Regions from separate parts of the Anser cygnoides genome. Here region 1 is linked to region 2. A link is a contact called in public Hi-C data. All regions are on one chromosome and are shown on one strand. Each heading gives the region's core, a stretch centred on a gene start, on an enhancer-like site or on the middle of the called end of the contact. The rest is flanking DNA. Distances are from core to core; before and after follow the strand shown. Region 1 holds the start of RPL3 (ribosomal protein L3). Region 2 holds the start of TNRC6B (trinucleotide repeat containing adaptor 6B).

Evidence for each region. A called contact is a pair of places that touch in the nucleus more often than the background predicts.
Region 1: a contact with region 2 is called in a Hi-C map of liver, with 15 times the contacts expected there. The contact joins the promoter of RPL3 here to the promoter of TNRC6B in region 2. A contact is called at or near these places in 2 of 7 Hi-C or Micro-C datasets (both in liver).

Annotation. Positions count from the first base shown.
Region 1 is chr1:55,431,377-55,435,449 of Taihu_goose_T2T_genome, forward strand. It overlaps RPL3 (ribosomal protein L3), which reads left to right and starts at 2,410. Exons shown (of 10, transcript XM_048069819.2): 1 at 2,410-2,559; 2 at 3,466-3,658. The coding sequence starts at 2,557.
Region 2 is chr1:54,965,649-54,969,528 of Taihu_goose_T2T_genome, forward strand. TNRC6B (trinucleotide repeat containing adaptor 6B) reads right to left here and starts at 2,056. Exons shown (of 25, transcript XM_066995966.1): 1 at 1,135-2,056. The coding sequence starts at 1,691.

The DNA of each region.
Region 1 (4,073 bases), core at 1,160-3,659, 470 kb after region 2:
TGGGGACACTGCCAGCACAGGGCTTTGCCCTGATCTCCCCACAGTGCCAGGGGCCTCCTGGATGCTTCCAGCCAAGCTGGGCTCTTAGGTTTATCGTCCACCTTGATTCCCGATGCCGTGCCAGCTATTGGAGGCCAGGGCTCAGTGAGTACTAACCCAGCTGAAGCTGTCAGGCTGAACCCAAAACAACACGACACCTGGGCATTTTGAGCAATGCTTGGATCTGCAGGGAGCCCAGGGGCTCAGTGGGACTCCCCTGAAGTCCCAGCCTCCCAGCCCCAGCCTGTGACAAAGCGGTGGGACCTCTGCCGAGCTGGTTTTGGCTCCTACCAGTGAGCTGCCTGTGGAGCTCCCTGCTCCCTTAGCTCCTGCATCCACTGGCTAGGTGTCCTGCATCTCTCAAACATGTAAAAAATGCGAAACCCACAAACAAACTGACTTTTATTACTTTAATTAGTGACTGGTTCCTGGTGGTTTTGCCGTCTGTGTATCCCTCAGGATTAAAAAAGGAAACTCCGATGGATGCCAGGGCTCTGCTTACTGACACTGAGGGAAAGCACTACAGCCCCGCAACGAGGATCAGAGACACTTCAGGGCACGTCTCAGCTAGAGTCGCGTGTCAAATCAGTTATCCTGCAGTGGCACTCACACAATTTCAGGTCTAGAGAAGTTTGAGAGAGTTTCTATGGTCTGGTCCTATCCAATTTCCTTGTGCCAAAGGAAGGAGAGTGAATAATTTATCTGCTGTCCTTCAGCTCCCCCCCTGTTCAGGTTTCATCTCTGCTTTGCCCCTATGCTAAAGAGATGCTTCTGTGCAAGCTCCTGCATAAGCAAGCCACGGACATGAGCAGATCCAGCATCACCCCGTGACAGAGCTTGTCTTCGTGGTGCTTATTGGTATGCCGAGAGTGGTTGTACGTGGAGCAAGAGGAATAACGCGTGAATAGCATAACTGACAAGATCTTCGACAGGTTCCACAATAAGTCTTACTTTTGGTTTCCCTGTCACAGCATAACTTTATCACTTACATTGTTGTTATTGTTTATTATTAATTCAGCAGCAGCATAGAGAGGCCCTAATTGAATTTGGATCTCTGTTGTACCAAGCACTGTGGAAACAGACAGTGGGACACAGTCCCTGAAGAACACACAATCCGCTTGAGAACGTGTCCCTGCAAGAAATAGTTCGTTTGATGTCTTTTGATGTTTTGAGATACACATATAAGCAAAACAGATGCCAATGCTAGCAGTAAAACCTATTTTAGCTTATTAATTTTTAAATAACGTGTTTTCATTTCTTTGTTGTTACTCTGTTTTTTCACATTGTCTAATATCTTTTTCTAAGTACAGTGAAGATTTGTCAAGCGTCTTTTGAGTCATTACAGTTACCTATAACTATGGAGCTTTTTAATAAAAACAGCTACACATTATGTCAGGATTTTCTGCTGAGGCATGCATTCACTCACAGCTTTGAGCAAGAACATTGGTTTTTTGTAGAAAAAAAAAATCGAGAAGGTTGACTGCAGTGGTACACACTTTCTAGCGCTATGTACATCTGAAAGATGACACTGGGCTATTGTATTGGACAACATAATAAATGACACAGCTAAAGAATCAAGAAGGTGCGTGTGTTTTATTATGTGCCCCCTGTTAATTTTTTTTTTAACTAAAGTATAACATTGCCTGTTATTACTTGTAAGTGTATGCACTTACATTTTCAAGAAACTCTGCAAGGTATTTAATATTTTTTTTTATGGTTCCATCTCAGAAACTTGATTCCAGGAAAGACTTAATTGTTTCAATGCACTTTCTCTTACCTAAGGCCTTCAGTATTGGCTGGCCAGCATGTTCAGCGTGCGGCACTGTGGAAGACAACCAAATGCATCCTGAACTAATTCACAAAACTCAGCCAATTCAGATTTCCGAGCTGGCTAGCCAAACTTCACGATGGTGTGACAATCGTGGGCAGCTTTCTGTAAGCAGATCCGAGTCCGCCTCTGCCTTGGTCCTTCCACTCTCGTGGAAGTTGGCGGACAACTTAAAAAACAGGAACATAGCGAGGCACCCGCTGATGCCTGCCTTGTCTCTTCCTTCAGCTACGAGCATGTTTTGGCATTGGTTACAGCGTTGTTTTTTTTGTTGTTGTTGTGTTTGGCTTTTTACAAAAAGCTTTTTATTGTATGACAAAGGGAAGATGCTGAGTGTGCTTGAGGTGACTGCAAACAGCACTATTCCCGCTGGCTCAGGCTTTTGTACCGCCTGCGGCTGCCACCCTCAGCGCCAGGAGAGGAGCAGAGGGCCATGGCAGCGCTGTCCCCATCCCAAACCCTTCGGGGTCGGGTGGCCGAGCACAGATGCCACCTCAGGGGGCGACAGAGCGGGGACCCCTGTGCCCCCCCACCCATGCTGACATGCCCAAAATGGCCGCCAGCCCCGCCCCCGCCGCCATTTTGATCCCGCACTCGCGAGACGCCTGGCTCCCTGTCGGGGGGCGGGCCGCCTACAAGTAGGGTGCGCGCGAGGCGGCCCGGCCCTTCCGGCGCGGCGCGGGGACAAGATGGTGGGTCCCGATCCCGGCCCGGCTCGGCCCGGCCGCGTCATCCGCCGCGCATCGCCGCCATCCCGGCCCCGGCCGCCGCCTGGCCTCCATCCCGCTGTGCCTCTGCTCCTCGGGGAGGCGGCGCGGGGCTCATTTTGGGGCCGCGACGCGGCGGGGGGCGGCCGGGCACGGTGTGGGGCCTCTGGGGCGGGCGGGGGGAAGCGGCCTTATGGATGGCTGTAAACCTGCTCTGCTTAACGCGGCTTCTGGAGCGAGTCCTTCGTAGAGGACCTATTCGATTGCTGCTTGTTGCTCTGCCTTTTAACGGTGGTATTTTGCTTAAACTCGGGTGTGAGATGGGGTCGGTAATTCTTTATTCTTTATGGGGCTTCGCGTTACCCAGCATTACTTAACTCTCAGGTTGCAGGGGAGACTACAGCTGCTGATGGGTGTATTTCTACCCAAAACAGCTGGCTCAAAGATGGGAGTTAAAATGTTTTATTTCATTGCTTCAACTTAGAATTGTTTCTACTATCCTTATTTTTATAGTTTTATTGAAATATTGTAAGGGTATTTGTGATTCTCTATCCCTAGACTTGTAGGGTGTGCTGAAATTCTGGTGGTGCGCTGTGACCATGTTACAGCACGCGTGCTTCTGTAATGAGTGGCACTCAGTGGTTTCTTAAAACGAGCTTGAAATGGGACATCGAGGAAACCTAGGAAAAACGTAGTTAAGGAATAAAAACTGTAGTCTAATATTATAATGGATTTCAGAAGCCAAGCAGTTGATACCAAGAATTTCAAGAACGTAAAAAGTCTTCTGCTATATATAGTTTTTGTGTTAATGATAAGAACTGGCAGCTGGCCCTCAGATGGGGTTAAGTGAATCTCTGAAGCAAGCATTAAATATTTATTTTCTTTTTCTAGTCTCACCGCAAGTTCTCAGCTCCCAGGCATGGGTCTCTGGGCTTCCTGCCCCGCAAGCGCAGTAGCAGACACAGGGGCAAGGTGAAGAGTTTCCCCAAAGATGACCCTAGCAAGCCTGTCCATCTCACTGCCTTCCTGGGGTACAAAGCTGGGATGACCCACATTGTCCGTGAAGTTGACAGACCTGGATCCAGTATGTATTAATGTTTCTTCCATGGAGGAAGATGTTTTCTTACGAATGATGAAAGATGACCTGTTAGGTCATAGGTAGCTGTGGATTTTAGTTCTAGTTAGACTTCACCCAATTCAAAGCCTTTCTTGACTGGGTGGGTGGGTTATAAAGCACCCCAAAATCATCCTATTGTAGTGTGAATGATGTCCCAGCAGCAAGACTTTGTCTAGGAGTGGTTGTCTTATTAATGGTCCTCTTGACACGCGTAGTGACTTACATAGGAGCCTGATATCTTACTTTACCTGTACTCAAACAGGCTGCGTATGATGACCTCTTCTCTATGGGTAGACATGAGTAAATCACCTTTGGTGTTTCCTTGCCGATTGTCAAATCCTGATTTAGTTCTGTTACTGGCTGCCATCCATTTTGCTTATCT
Region 2 (3,880 bases), core at 806-3,305:
ACAAAGCTGTTTGAATTTGTTTAAGTGTTTAAAGACTCTGAGAATCAAAGCTGTTACACATACTACACTTGTACCAGAAAACTAAACTCCGATTCATCTGACTAGCAGTGTTACAGGAAACGAGTGAAAAATGTGTCTTTTAAATATGGAGCTATACAAACTGCAAAGGTCTACCTGCTACTTCTCACTAAGATTCACGGGTTTTACGGAGGATGAAACACTGAAACCTAACAAGTCGTGGTTAAAATAATAATAATGATGGAGTGTAAAAGAAAAGTACGAAACAAGTTAACTGTAAAGGTGCCCTGCAGGCTCTCTGAAGGGTTATCAAAACAAATATAAAGGTTAGTCTAACATGGAAAAAAAACACGGGAAAAAACGAACTACGGCTTACAGCATTAGCCTTATCTACTCTAGCTAAGAAAACACTTTGCTGGAGCTGGGTTTTATCCCAAAACTTCCCGCTACATCCCGCAGCAGCAGCAACTCCTACACGCCTTTTCATAAAGCAGATTTCGCCTCGCAAGATACCAGGGCTGCAAGCGGCGTTACCCACGGCCGGCGAGGCGTCCCCAGACACAACCATTCGCTTGTTTTGCCACCGACAGCTCGAAGAAGTTTTTTTTTTTTAATTTTTCAACCTCCCTGCGCGCCTGGGACACACCTCTGAGCGCAGCCCCTCCTCCCACCCCCCAAGCAGCAGCATCACGTCCCGCACAGCCACCGCCGGCCCCACGTCCCCCAGACCCTCGCTTCCCCCCGGCCCCAAGGAGCCCGCCGGGGGCTCACGGAGCCCTCTGCACGCCCCGCTCGGCCTCGGGAGCTCCCGCAAGCCCCGGGGGGGAGGAGAAGGAAGGGGGGGGGAGGAGGCAGGCGGGGGGGCACCGCTGGCCGCGGCGGGGCGCAGCCGAGGCGGTTCTGCCCCGGGCCGGGCGCTGCGAAGGGATCGGGCCGCCCCCCCCCCCCCCCCGCTCCCCGCCTCCCTCTGAGGGGCCCTGAGGGGAGGTGGGGGGGGAGGGGGGAGGAAGGGGCGCGCGCGCCGTTGGCGCCAACGGCCCCTCACGGGCGGGAAGGGCCCTGAGGGGAGGAGAAGGGGTGGGGGAGGGGGGGGGCCGGGTCCCGTCCCGCACTCACCGCTGAGGCGCGGAGCTGCGCGGAGCCCCCCCTTCTCCGCGGGGCCTCGGGGGGGGGGGGGGGGAGGCGGCTCCGCCCGGGGAGCGCCGCCAAGCCGTGAGGGGGGGGGGGGGGGGACGCGGAGGGGGAGAAGAGAAAGAGGAGAGCGAGCTGCGGAGAGCGGGCCGCCCCCTCCCCCCCGCCGCCGGGACACGGAAAAAAAAAAGGGAAAAAAAAAGAAAAAAAAAAACTTTCCTCGCCGCCGTCTCCCTCCCCCGAGGAGCACGAACCCAAACACACCGGGACACGCCCCCGCACCGCCCCTCGCGCCGCCCATTGGACGGCGCCCCGCCGACCCCCGCGCTGATTGGCCGCCCCGCCTGCCCGTCTTCCCCCTCCGCTCCCCTTTCCGCAATCGCACGCTGTCCATTGGGGAGAGCCCCGAGGATCTCCCCGCCCATTAGCCGCGGCACACGTCCATCAAGAGGAACGCCCGCCCCCCACCTCCTCTCATTGGCTAACCTCATCACTACCACCTCCCTGATTGGCTGCCCTCGGTGCCTGTCACATATTGACATTGCGGGCTCCCGCCCCCCTCGCACCCCGCCAGTTGGCCGCGAGATCGGCCCCTTAAACGGGGCTCCCGCCCGCCCGCCCCTGCTTGCCCCGCCCTCCCGCGCTTCCGATTGGCTCGCGGCCTGCGCCCTGGCACGCCATTGGCCGAGGGAGGTGCCCGTCACGCCGCAGCGGTGCGGAGGCCCGCCCACCGAGCTGCGGCCCGCGGTGGCGGTGCTGGGGCCAGCCCCAGCCGAGGCGGGGGGGAGAGGCCGCGCCAACCTGCCCCCTCCCCTCGCCCGCGGTCGGAGGGGGTGGCCGTGACGGGCACATGCGATAACGAGCGCGACCGCGGCAACAACGCCACACTGCGCGGACCACAAACGACGTTTACCCTATGCCCCACCCCTCCCTGCGCGGCCACGCCCGCCCGGGCGCAGCTATTGGTCGGGGAAAGTGTCAATCGTGCGGCTCGCCACGCTATTGGTGGAAGGTCTACGCCCCCGCAGCCAACTGGCGACCGCCCCCGCTGTCACCCGCCGGATGACACAGCAGCCGCGTGCGGGAGGGGGGCGGGGAGACCGCCTAGCCGCCCGCTGATTGGCCGATCCAGCTGTCAATCCGCTCCCTGCCGCGCAGCGGGCGGGGCCGGGCCGCGTGAGGGTGCGCGGGCGGCGGGCGGGGCCCCACGTGGCCCGGGCGGTCGCGCACGTGACGGGGCCGCGAGGCGTCGGTGGTGGCCGTTGGGGGTGGGCGGGGTAGGGGAGCGCGAGGCGCCCAGTGAGGGCGCGACATGGCGGCGCCTCCCGGGGGCTGCGGTCACCGAATAAAGAGACTCACAGAGCCGTCAGGGTTGGAAAAGCCCTCCAAGATCACCTGGTCCCGCTGTCCCCCTGCCACTAATGTCACCCACTAAACGATGTCCCCAAGCACCACGCCCAACCTTTCCTCAAACACCCCCAGGGACGGTGACTCCACCACCTCCCTGGGCAACCGTGCCAATGCCTGACTGCTCCTTCTGAGCAGAAATGTCTCCTCATTTCCAACCTGAACCTCCCCTGGCGCAACTTGAGGCAGTTCCCTCTAGTCCTATCACTAGTTATCTGTGAGAAGAGGCCGATCCCAGCTCCCCACAGCTTCCTTTCAGGTGGTTGCAGAGAACAATGAGGTCTCCCCTGAGCCTCCCCTTCTCCAGACTAAACACCCCCAGTTCCCTCAGCCGCTCCTCACAGTACTTGTGTTCAGGCCCTTCTCCAGCTGTGCAGCCCTTACACAAACGAGGGGCATCCTTCCCTGGACCAACGTCCGTGCCAATCTGCATGTCTCGGTCTCCGGTAGTTCTGCAGACTGCTGTTACCTTAATGGCTGTCACGTCCTGACCTCACCCAGGGCTGCGTGCCAGTGCAGTGTTTTCACTTGGTCCCCTCTGAGAATCCCGTTCAACAACCTGATCAACAGAATATCGGAGCAGCCGAAAATACAGTTTTGGTGCTGAACCGCCAACTAGAGAGAAGTGGTGAGCCCGTCATGTTACCGAACTGCTCTACGGATGTTGAGTGGAAAACACAGCCTGCCTTGGAAAACACGTAGAGCCCTTCACAGCTCAGTTAGTCCTCGCAGGAGGGACAGCTGCGAGCGAGCAAAGCAATGTGTGCTGCTGGCACGGAGAGCAGACCAGGTCCACGTGAACTCTGGCCACGTGAGTCAGTAAACAGCGATGAATCTTTTGATGGCTTCCCCAGTCAGTAACAGCAGTTGGTTTTTTACATTGATGGATGGGGAAAAGAGACCCTTTTATACAAAGAAGCCTTTATACTGGCTTCTTCTGTATGTTTATACTGTATATATAACTATGCTATATAACTGTGGTGCTTTAAGGAATGCAAAAGTCACTATATAAATCAATATGAAATAATGGTATAAATTGGGGGTGCAGATCTTGTCTGTTCCTCAGTGTTTATTCTCAGAGCAGGAACTGTCCGTATCCTGTGTTCCCACATTCATTTTTTTGGTGTGTGCAGAAGCCACTAAAACACCAAGGCTACAGGTTGCAGGTGTTGGAGAGGAGGAGATGTCCAAGATACTGACCTTGTTTTTGCCATAAGTGAAATATCATTTTACTGTTTAGATGCCCTTTCCTCATATAGGTTTTCTTTTGCAGTTTTTTTTTTTCCATCACATGTTTTGCTCAGGGCTTTGTAGCGTGCATGGC